Linked DNA regions of Hordeum vulgare: regions 1 and 2 are each linked to region 3. A link is a contact called in public Hi-C data. All regions are on one chromosome and are shown on one strand. Each heading gives the region's core, a stretch centred on a gene start, on an enhancer-like site or on the middle of the called end of the contact. The rest is flanking DNA. Distances are from core to core; before and after follow the strand shown. Region 1 holds the start of LOC123426854 (gamma-glutamylcyclotransferase 2-3). Region 2 holds the start of LOC123426849. Region 3 holds the start of LOC123426850.

Region 1 (2,700 bases), core at 102-2,601, 460 kb after region 3:
AAGGTAAGTTGACAATAGATGCAGGTAACCAACTCAAAGTTGGTTTATGAAAACACCGATCAAGGGCAATATTACTTTGATGCACAAACGGGCTGCTAGAAGTAGCATCTAGACAAAGTATCCGAGTTCAAATGAAGGGTTCTTACTCTTCTCTTAAAGAAAAAATATTTTTCTTAGCTCAGGGCTGAATCATCAATATCTCAACAAGCGGTATAACAAAGCACACTCATACTATTAACCAATCTGTTTATCTCCATTATGACAGACAAAGAACAGCATTCTCGTTCGAACCATGAAATAATTGTGCATAATCATTTACAAAGTACAGCAATGGTGAACTAAATCCGACTTGGTCAATATATACAGTCTTCTTTTTTACCTCCAGGGCTGTCTGCTTATCTTGCTCCCTTGAAATTTTGTAAGCAACTCCCCACTGCAGTTACACAACAGAAATTCAGTTGCAAATCTTTTTCACACTCCATTAACAGAATTGCCACGAGCATGAAACAAATACTACAGAATAACATAACAATACTGGGGAGCATTAGCATAACGAAAAGACGTTACTGCGGATAACTAACGCACTTGCGAACCCATTTCACATGTACGTAGGAGTACTATCTAAGGTCCTCATGATTTCATTGAAATAACTCAGGGAAGGTACGATTCACCATCCTAACGCAGTCCACACCCATATAAACTTAAGCTTCAATTCATTCCGGTTCAAGACCACTGACACAGACAACCACTATCTGAACAGGCGATGCTACGCAATCACTATCTGATCAATAACTCACTGACAGTGAGGAACAGGAAAAAAAACGGATGTCTCAACCAATCCTAGCACAGGAGGGTTCATCATAAACTCAGAGCAGAGAGTTGGGCGGCGTACGCATGTGGACCCGGGCTGGTGCTCGAGCGTGACGGTCCTCCCGGGGAACTCCGGCGTGCCCCTGTGGTCCGTGCTCCCTGTCGATCCGCCGACAAAAACCAGAGGGTCAGCGAGATAGATCTGAGAAGCTCCGGCGAGCGGTCGCCGGACTGGTCAGTTATCAAATCATACCCTGGTAGAAGACGCGGCGGTAGTCCCTGACGAAGCCGACGAGGCGGGCGTCGTAGGCAAACCCGGGGTTCCACACCAGGGAGCCGTAGCCGAACACCCACATCACCATGCCGCCGCCTCCGTCTACCTCCCCTCACTTGCTCCGGCGGAATCGAAGATCGTCTGCGTATCGGCGGCGCGGGGGATTGGATGATTTGCCCCACTTTACAAAGGGTTGAATGATTTGCCCACTGTTGTCTCTGCCGCTTCTCTGATTGGATGCCTCCCTCCTGCGTTCTTCCAGGACGGCTGGAAAGTTGGAGGCCAACTGGCTGGTCTACTGGAGGCCCACGTTTACCACAAAAAAAAAAGTACTGAAGGCCCATGTTTCAGCCCGGACATGGCAGCCCGGTGGCCCACGTTACAGATCAGGTTATTAGGTGCTACCTTGTTTAGTACCGCATCGCTTGCCTGAGGAGGTTGGAGGGGAAGCTGTGCTATATAACCAAGGCAGGGTGCGACCTTGAAACATACTTACCTGGACGGGGTCAATGGCTGATCAAGAAGAGCCATGGCCTAGGCTAGTGGTCCACATTGCACTTGGTGGATGCGCTAGCTTACCATCTCCCAAAATGGGAGAGTGTACGTCATAATTTGTGATAGGGGGGATACGCGTTCGCGCGGTCCCTGCCAATTCCATTATAAATTTGTTAAATTTGGAATTCCTTTTGCTAACCATTGTCTTCAAAGGTAGGAATTTGTGCTTTGGTATCCTACAACATCAGAGCTGCACAGACAACCATCAAGAGAGGACTCATGAACAATCTGAACAATCAAGATTGCACATGCCAAGCTCCCAAATAATAACTCCAGAACATAATTTCTAATCCTAGCACAGGAGAGTAACAATTACTACTACCTCAGAAGACAGACGCTAAGCTAAAAACAATGCTTACTCGGTCAGACAAGAAGTAAGCATTTCAACTGATGTTTTAGGTAAACAAAAGGAAGCTTGCAGTTTCCGATAAATCCCAGAAAGCCAAACCGTTTAGCACCCCCGAATTCTATAGCGCATTTAGTCAATCATCGCTTTCAGTGTCATCGTAGTCGTTGTCGCCACCACTGCTTGAGTACTCGTGGTACTCAGGCTCCCATGGCTCCCTAAACGACTCAAGAGCACAGCATCTGTCCTCGATGTTGCCGTCAAGCCTGACATTCCAGCTGCCAAGTATGTCCAGCGTACGCAGCAGAGGGCATTTGGTGAGGATGGCATCAAGGCCAACATCACTAAACCAACCATGCGCAAGCTCAAGTTGTGTAAGCATCGGCATGGTATTCGCAATTGCCAGGGCCTCGTCTTCAACCACTCTAGGTGCGGCATTGCTGCCTTGGGGAGGCTGTGGAGGAGGCCTGTTCCTCTTCAGCTGAGCAAGCGACTTGCAACTTCGGCCTATTGCTTCCATGCCCCTCGATGTGATTTTCTCGCAGTAGCTGATGTCCAACACTCTTAGAGCAGGAAGGTGTTCCACATACCTCTCCACGGCTTGGTCAGATATCTCGCTCACCGGGATCTGCAGGACATTAAGCAACTTCCCCCTGTCCAGTGAAAATTAAACATATTACAAACAAAACTTCAATAGTGGCAACAATGGTAAATT
Region 2 (2,700 bases), core at 140-2,639, 420 kb before region 3:
TGCAGGGGATTTTTACTAAGAGTTCTGGTTTTCCGACTAATTAATTATTTTTTATTAGAACATCCAAGGTAATATCAGGTACAAACTCCTTGTAACCAGGAAAATGCAATCTGATCATGTACAGATAATTGGATATGTTTGATGATCATGCAAATAGCATTCACAGGTAGCTTTGGTGATGATGCAATCTGATCATGTACAGGCACTTCGATATGTTTAATGATCATGCAAATAGCATTCACAGGTAGGTTTAGGAATGGTACAAAAAAAATCACATATAAGATGTCGAGGTGGCTCAAAGGCCAAGATCTACGGTACCTGGTGTAGATACAAAGAATGATGTTTGTTCCTTACAAACTGGACAGGCTTAGACACTTTTGGATGACAAGTTTGCATTCCCCCATCTTAAGGGAAGCTCTCATTTGATGGAAACTAGATGAAAGAAATCGTACTGTTTAGCCAAACATCATTCAGAGAGAATGGTCCTATCTGCAGTGGCAGATCCAGACATGTTCGGATGGTAGTGTGAGCAATGGCTGCAAAGGCCGTGTCAAATCAGCAGATGGCTTGCATGAAGGCATATATATTTAATCTGGGCATGACAATACATTGTTGACACAAAAACAAGCACCCTAAGACGGCATTCCACAAGCACTGACATCAAGACATGCGACATATGCAACAGGGAAACAGTAATAACAAGCTTAATCTGGTGTATACTTAATAGTAAATTATGACACTATATCATGTTTATTGACAGTCAATATATTCAAACTGGGAGAAAACAAAGAGTAGTTGATCTCTAAGTCTAAGATAGAATGGAATCATCCAAGAAGAAACTTAGCACGAAAGGAGAGCACTTCAAGTTAAGGGCGGGCACGATGTGGGGCGTGGGGAATCAGTTGAGGCCCGGAATTCGGAAAACAAATTGCTATTAGTACTACACCACGCAGCAGAGGCAAGACCGCAGCAAACTAGATGGGTTGGAGCACCCCGTATCCCTCCATTGCGGAACAGGGGAGCGAGATTAGATTATACGCATCAATAAAAAATACAGTAAAAATATCACGGAATAAATCTCAGAACGACAAAGTAAGTTAGGGTTCGTCACCGGCGAAAGGGATCGATCCAAAGTCCGAATGGATCTCCACTCCGCGCCAGTCCAGCTCCTCCAGCTACGAGAGAAGAACTCCTCCGGCGTGGTGTGGTTCGGTCGAAGGTGGCATGGGGACGTGTTCGTCGGGGAGGATCCGGTGAGTGTCGCGCAGCCGCCGCCGCGGCGAGGGGAAGTGAAATCGAAGCAATTGGGTGGGCCGGAGAGGCGACGGATCGGGATATCTGGTATTTTTCACAGGGACTCGTAGAGTCGTAGGGTTCTTTTTCCTAATTTTTCCAGTAGTAATTAGACCCTGGGCTGGATGCTAATTATTTACTTCATTTCCCTAAAAAGACAGATATGCTATCCAGTGAACGTTCGTTGGGGGTGGGATCCCAACGAACGCCCCCAGAACAGTTAGATCCAGATCAGACGGTGGCAGTACTTGCAATTACCCACAATTAAACAAGCTGCCATGGCAGTTTTGCAAAATGCCACTCTCAGCCACATAAAATGCTCCCCCAGCGGTCGCAGATGACATCCCTCTTGGCGCCCATTGGCCAGCTATTGGCGCAAAAAAAAAAAAAAACACCGTTCTTTTAAAGTCTATACTTACTAACTACTAATAAAAGAAATAGATATTCTTAGTCCGTCGTATTATTTTACACAAAACCTCATTTTGTATTACCAATCCATAGTATGGAAAGTTTGCGTACAAACTCGCTAAAACAACGGCTGCACACAAACACAATCCGAGAAGCCCACATTAAATGTTTCTTCGTTGCATTGTCCACATCAAACCATCTCATGTTGATGTAGAAAGTCTTTACAACTAAGATCAAAGTCCTCTACCATGTAGAATCCTTTCTATAATCTCACCGTCTCTACTCTGACCTATTTGATGCAACGAAGAGGTCGGCATGTCACAACGGATTCAAGTCAATGGCACAAGTGTGCGGGCTGCAGCAACCGCGTGGGATTGTCGCCCGAGCGCCGGCATTAGGTTTGTCGACATAAGATTTGGAGCTCCAACGGAAGATGAGGCAGCTGGTGGCCATGATTGAGGATGACGGTGAGGCGAGCGTGAATGAGCGGATACAGGAGGCAGTCGTAGAGATTGTGTGCTATGTCGTCGTCGTTCTTGACTTAGATATTCCGCGACGAGTGGGTGGGTGAGATGGTGCGGCTTGAGCCTGGGTCAGACAGTGATCTCACCTCATGTGTGCCAGAGGTGCCCCCTGCGGCTGGATGTGATCCTACTGATCGAGCAAGTTGCCGCCCCGAGGTTGTCGCGGGACTCCGCTTCTCCGTCGTTGCTGAGGTCCACACAAACCTGTCCACCCAGTGTAATTCTTCCGTCATATGTCTCTTTCGCTCAACTCCATCTCAGCGAGACTCCCCACTCCCGCCTGCACGCGTCGTTACTCCACTACATGTCTCCTGACTGACGCCGTTGGCGGACACCAGGTCGCTGCCTCCACTCGCCATCCTCCAAACGCTTCAACAGATGTCTCCTGAATGGAAATGGATGGTCGTTTCAGCTACGGTGTTCAGATTGATCTCGCCCTCTGTCATGTCGGCCGGTACTAGGCTGATTACTCCTT
Region 3 (2,786 bases), core at 182-2,681:
TTTGGATTTTTGTATTATCAATGCAGGAAAATATTATCTTGTTGACTCTGGATATCCAAAAGAGTTAGATATCTAGCACCATACAAAGGACAACGCTATCATGTACCCGATTTCCAACAAGTACCACCAAGAGGGAGACATGGAACATTCAATCATCTACATTCATCACTATGGACCGTCATCGAACGATCGTTCGGTGTTCTAAAGATGAAATGGAGAATCCTCCTCGACATCACACAGTACAAACCTGCTACGCAAACAATGATCATTACTACAGGCGCGTGTCTTCATAACTTCATACATGAGAGCAAACTAAGTGATCAACATTTTGACATGGTTGAGAGTGGATCTTATGCTCATGAGGAGAGCCTTTCTCATCACGATGCACCCATTGATGATGGTACTATGGGTTTCATCCGTGATGCTATTGCGACAAGTGTTTTCCCTTGATGGTTAGCTCTATGGTGTATGCTTTTGTTGGAAGAATCATGTAATAATTTAAAGATCTTTTTTATTCAGTACTTTTTCTCAAGTACTCCTAGTCGTACATGAGACAATGATGCATGTATGATATTCATATGCCAGACAATGATCTTCCTTATGTTCGATTATGACATGTTGTGGTGTTTCAAAGTAGAATTTATGTTCATATGGACAAAGAAATAGTGAATAATAACGCAATATCATTTAATCCAAACAAAAGATATAACCGACGGACATTGCAGACTTTTCACTGATCGTACCACACATAATCTAAGAAAACAGACACCGAAAAGAACTGGCTAACTTATTATCTTAAGCTTATTTTCACAACAACTTATTTCCATAACAGAGCTTAGGCCCTGTTTGGAACCACAATAGATTATGATAATTTAAATTATGAAGGTAGATTATATAATCTGGTTTGTAAAAATAATCCAGGTGAACATGTTTGGAGGCCAGATTATATAAACTGTAATCCAGGTTTTACATTGCATAATGACCTGTTCGCCCTCTGATTTATTTTAAAAAAGAGGAGGGTGGCGGTGGTATGAATGTAATTATCTCCAACTTTACAAGAGTAATTGGTCATTAGCAATCTATAATCTGATTTTAGCTGGTGTAGAGTAGATTATGAGTTTTTAATAATCTGTCTATCTAGTTTTTATAATCTACATCATAATCTGTCATGTTTGAAGACATATTAGATTACAAAAACTGGATTATATAATCTAGATGGTTCCAAACAGGCCTTAAAAGAGCTGGCCCTAACTTTTTATATAAGACTATAAAAGGGTGCGTCACAAATCCAGGTAGACAGAATTTAAGTTCTAATCTTTTTCTGTTGGACAGACGTGATAAATTTCTTTTCTACGTGTGAAAAAAAAGAAAAGAAAAGAGAAAAGACGGCAAGGAAAACCAGATAGGAATTCAACCGTCATCCGAGAAAGGGAAGGGGGCGGAGGAGGACGCTGGAAGTCACAGTTTGCATAGGGTTTCTCTCCTCCTTCCTGCCCAAGACGAACAAGCACACCACACAAACCCACCCCCCCCCCCCCCCCCCCCCCCCCCTACGGAATTCACAAACCCACAAAAATTCCGAGCAAGATAAATCCTCTCCAAAAATCGGCGCCCCGAATCCCTTCCCAAGAGCTTCCCCAATCCCGCGAATCCCCGCCAGATTTCCCAATCCTCCTCCTCCGCCGCCGCCGCCGCCGCCGCCTTCCGCAGATTTCACGGCGAGACCCATCGAGGACGCCGTACGCAGAGTGTCCGCCCGTCCGCCGAGGCGCTCCATCCCCACCCCGAGCAGCCCGCCCCCTGCTTGATCAATCTTCTCTCTTCCTCCCTAGTCCTGACCTACAAACCGTGCCCTAGAGCCGCCGCCGCCGCGCTGCACCCTAGCGTCACCGCCGACGCCTCAATCTCCACACGCCCGCCGCTCACGCGCTGGCAGCCATCGCCGCTCCCGTCCTTCCTCGTCGGGACAACGCGTTCCTGCTGTCTCCACCCCGTCCGCAGTTTCTAGCCATTGGGTTCTGAGGTATGAGCTTGTTTTCATCCAGCGATTAGTTAAAATCCCACTGACCTTCACAACTTGTCGGGGTGCCGCTGCACACCCGGCACACCATCTAGATCTGCCCCTGCGGGCTAGGCTTTGGTGGTCTCGGCTCAGCCCGAGTGGAGACTGGACGTGGAACTGCGGATGTGCCGTTGAATCCTGTGTAGGCACCACCCTGAGTGATTTACTATAGCACTAGCAGTGAAAGGTAGTTGTAGTGGTAGTAGTGGTGGTGTTTCGTTGCTGTTCCGGACTGGACGTTGCTGCTGGGGCGCGTAGATGGTGAACGGCGCCTGCTGGCATGGACCGAGGTGAGCCCTCATTGAAACCAGAATGGCTGGTGCGCGGGGTTGCCACACCGACAGCGGCTGCCACAGGCTTCCGGACAGGAACTTCGCCCCGTGCAGGTGAGCTGCCTTTCCTTCAATTTACCATTTTGATGCATATAACGGCAAGGGGTTAGTAAACTTATAGAGAGTATTGCAAGATTATATGTTATTATAGTAGTCGCACCGCATACTTTTCTAGTGGCATTGGATAATTTTACACAAGCCATCATTAGTTCTGAGACCTTTTTACACTTGGTAATGTTTTTAAATTTATGCATGGTGAAGTTAGTGCACTTCTTCTGGTGTGCAATTGCTGCCTGCTAGCTCACCATTTTCCTTTAGAAAATGTAACCATTCTTCAAACCTTCCTACCACCAGTATTGGCATGAGTCTGATTCAAGGACAATGGTTGTACT

The links. A called contact is a pair of places that touch in the nucleus more often than the background predicts.
Region 1: a contact with region 3 is called in a Hi-C map of seedling, with 4 times the contacts expected there. The contact joins the promoter of LOC123426854 here to the promoter of LOC123426850 in region 3. A contact is called at or near these places in 4 of 6 Hi-C or Micro-C datasets (leaf and seedling).
Region 2: a contact with region 3 is called in a Hi-C map of leaf, with 6 times the contacts expected there. The contact joins the promoter of LOC123426849 here to the promoter of LOC123426850 in region 3. A contact is called at or near these places in 4 of 6 Hi-C or Micro-C datasets (leaf and seedling) and 1 of 1 datasets of contacts at active chromatin or transcription factors (embryo).

What each region holds. Positions count from the first base shown.
Region 1 is chr2H:501,924,942-501,927,641 of MorexV3_pseudomolecules_assembly, forward strand. It overlaps LOC123426854 (gamma-glutamylcyclotransferase 2-3), which reads right to left and starts at 1,352. Exons shown (of 8, transcript XM_045110750.1): 1 at 1,064-1,352; 2 at 893-969; 3 at 380-433. The coding sequence starts at 1,172. LOC123426853 (F-box protein FBW2-like) reads right to left here. Exons shown (of 2, transcript XM_045110749.1): 2 at 1,860-2,638. The coding sequence ends at 2,122. LOC123433625 (a small nuclear RNA gene) reads left to right here and starts at 1,573; the gene lies at 1,573-1,732.
Region 2 is chr2H:501,045,514-501,048,213 of MorexV3_pseudomolecules_assembly, forward strand. LOC123426849 reads right to left here and starts at 1,390. Exons shown (of 2, transcript XM_045110745.1): 1 at 1,112-1,390.
Region 3 is chr2H:501,460,636-501,463,421 of MorexV3_pseudomolecules_assembly, forward strand. It overlaps LOC123426850, which reads left to right and starts at 1,432. Exons shown (of 5, transcript XM_045110746.1): 1 at 1,432-2,448. The coding sequence starts at 2,343.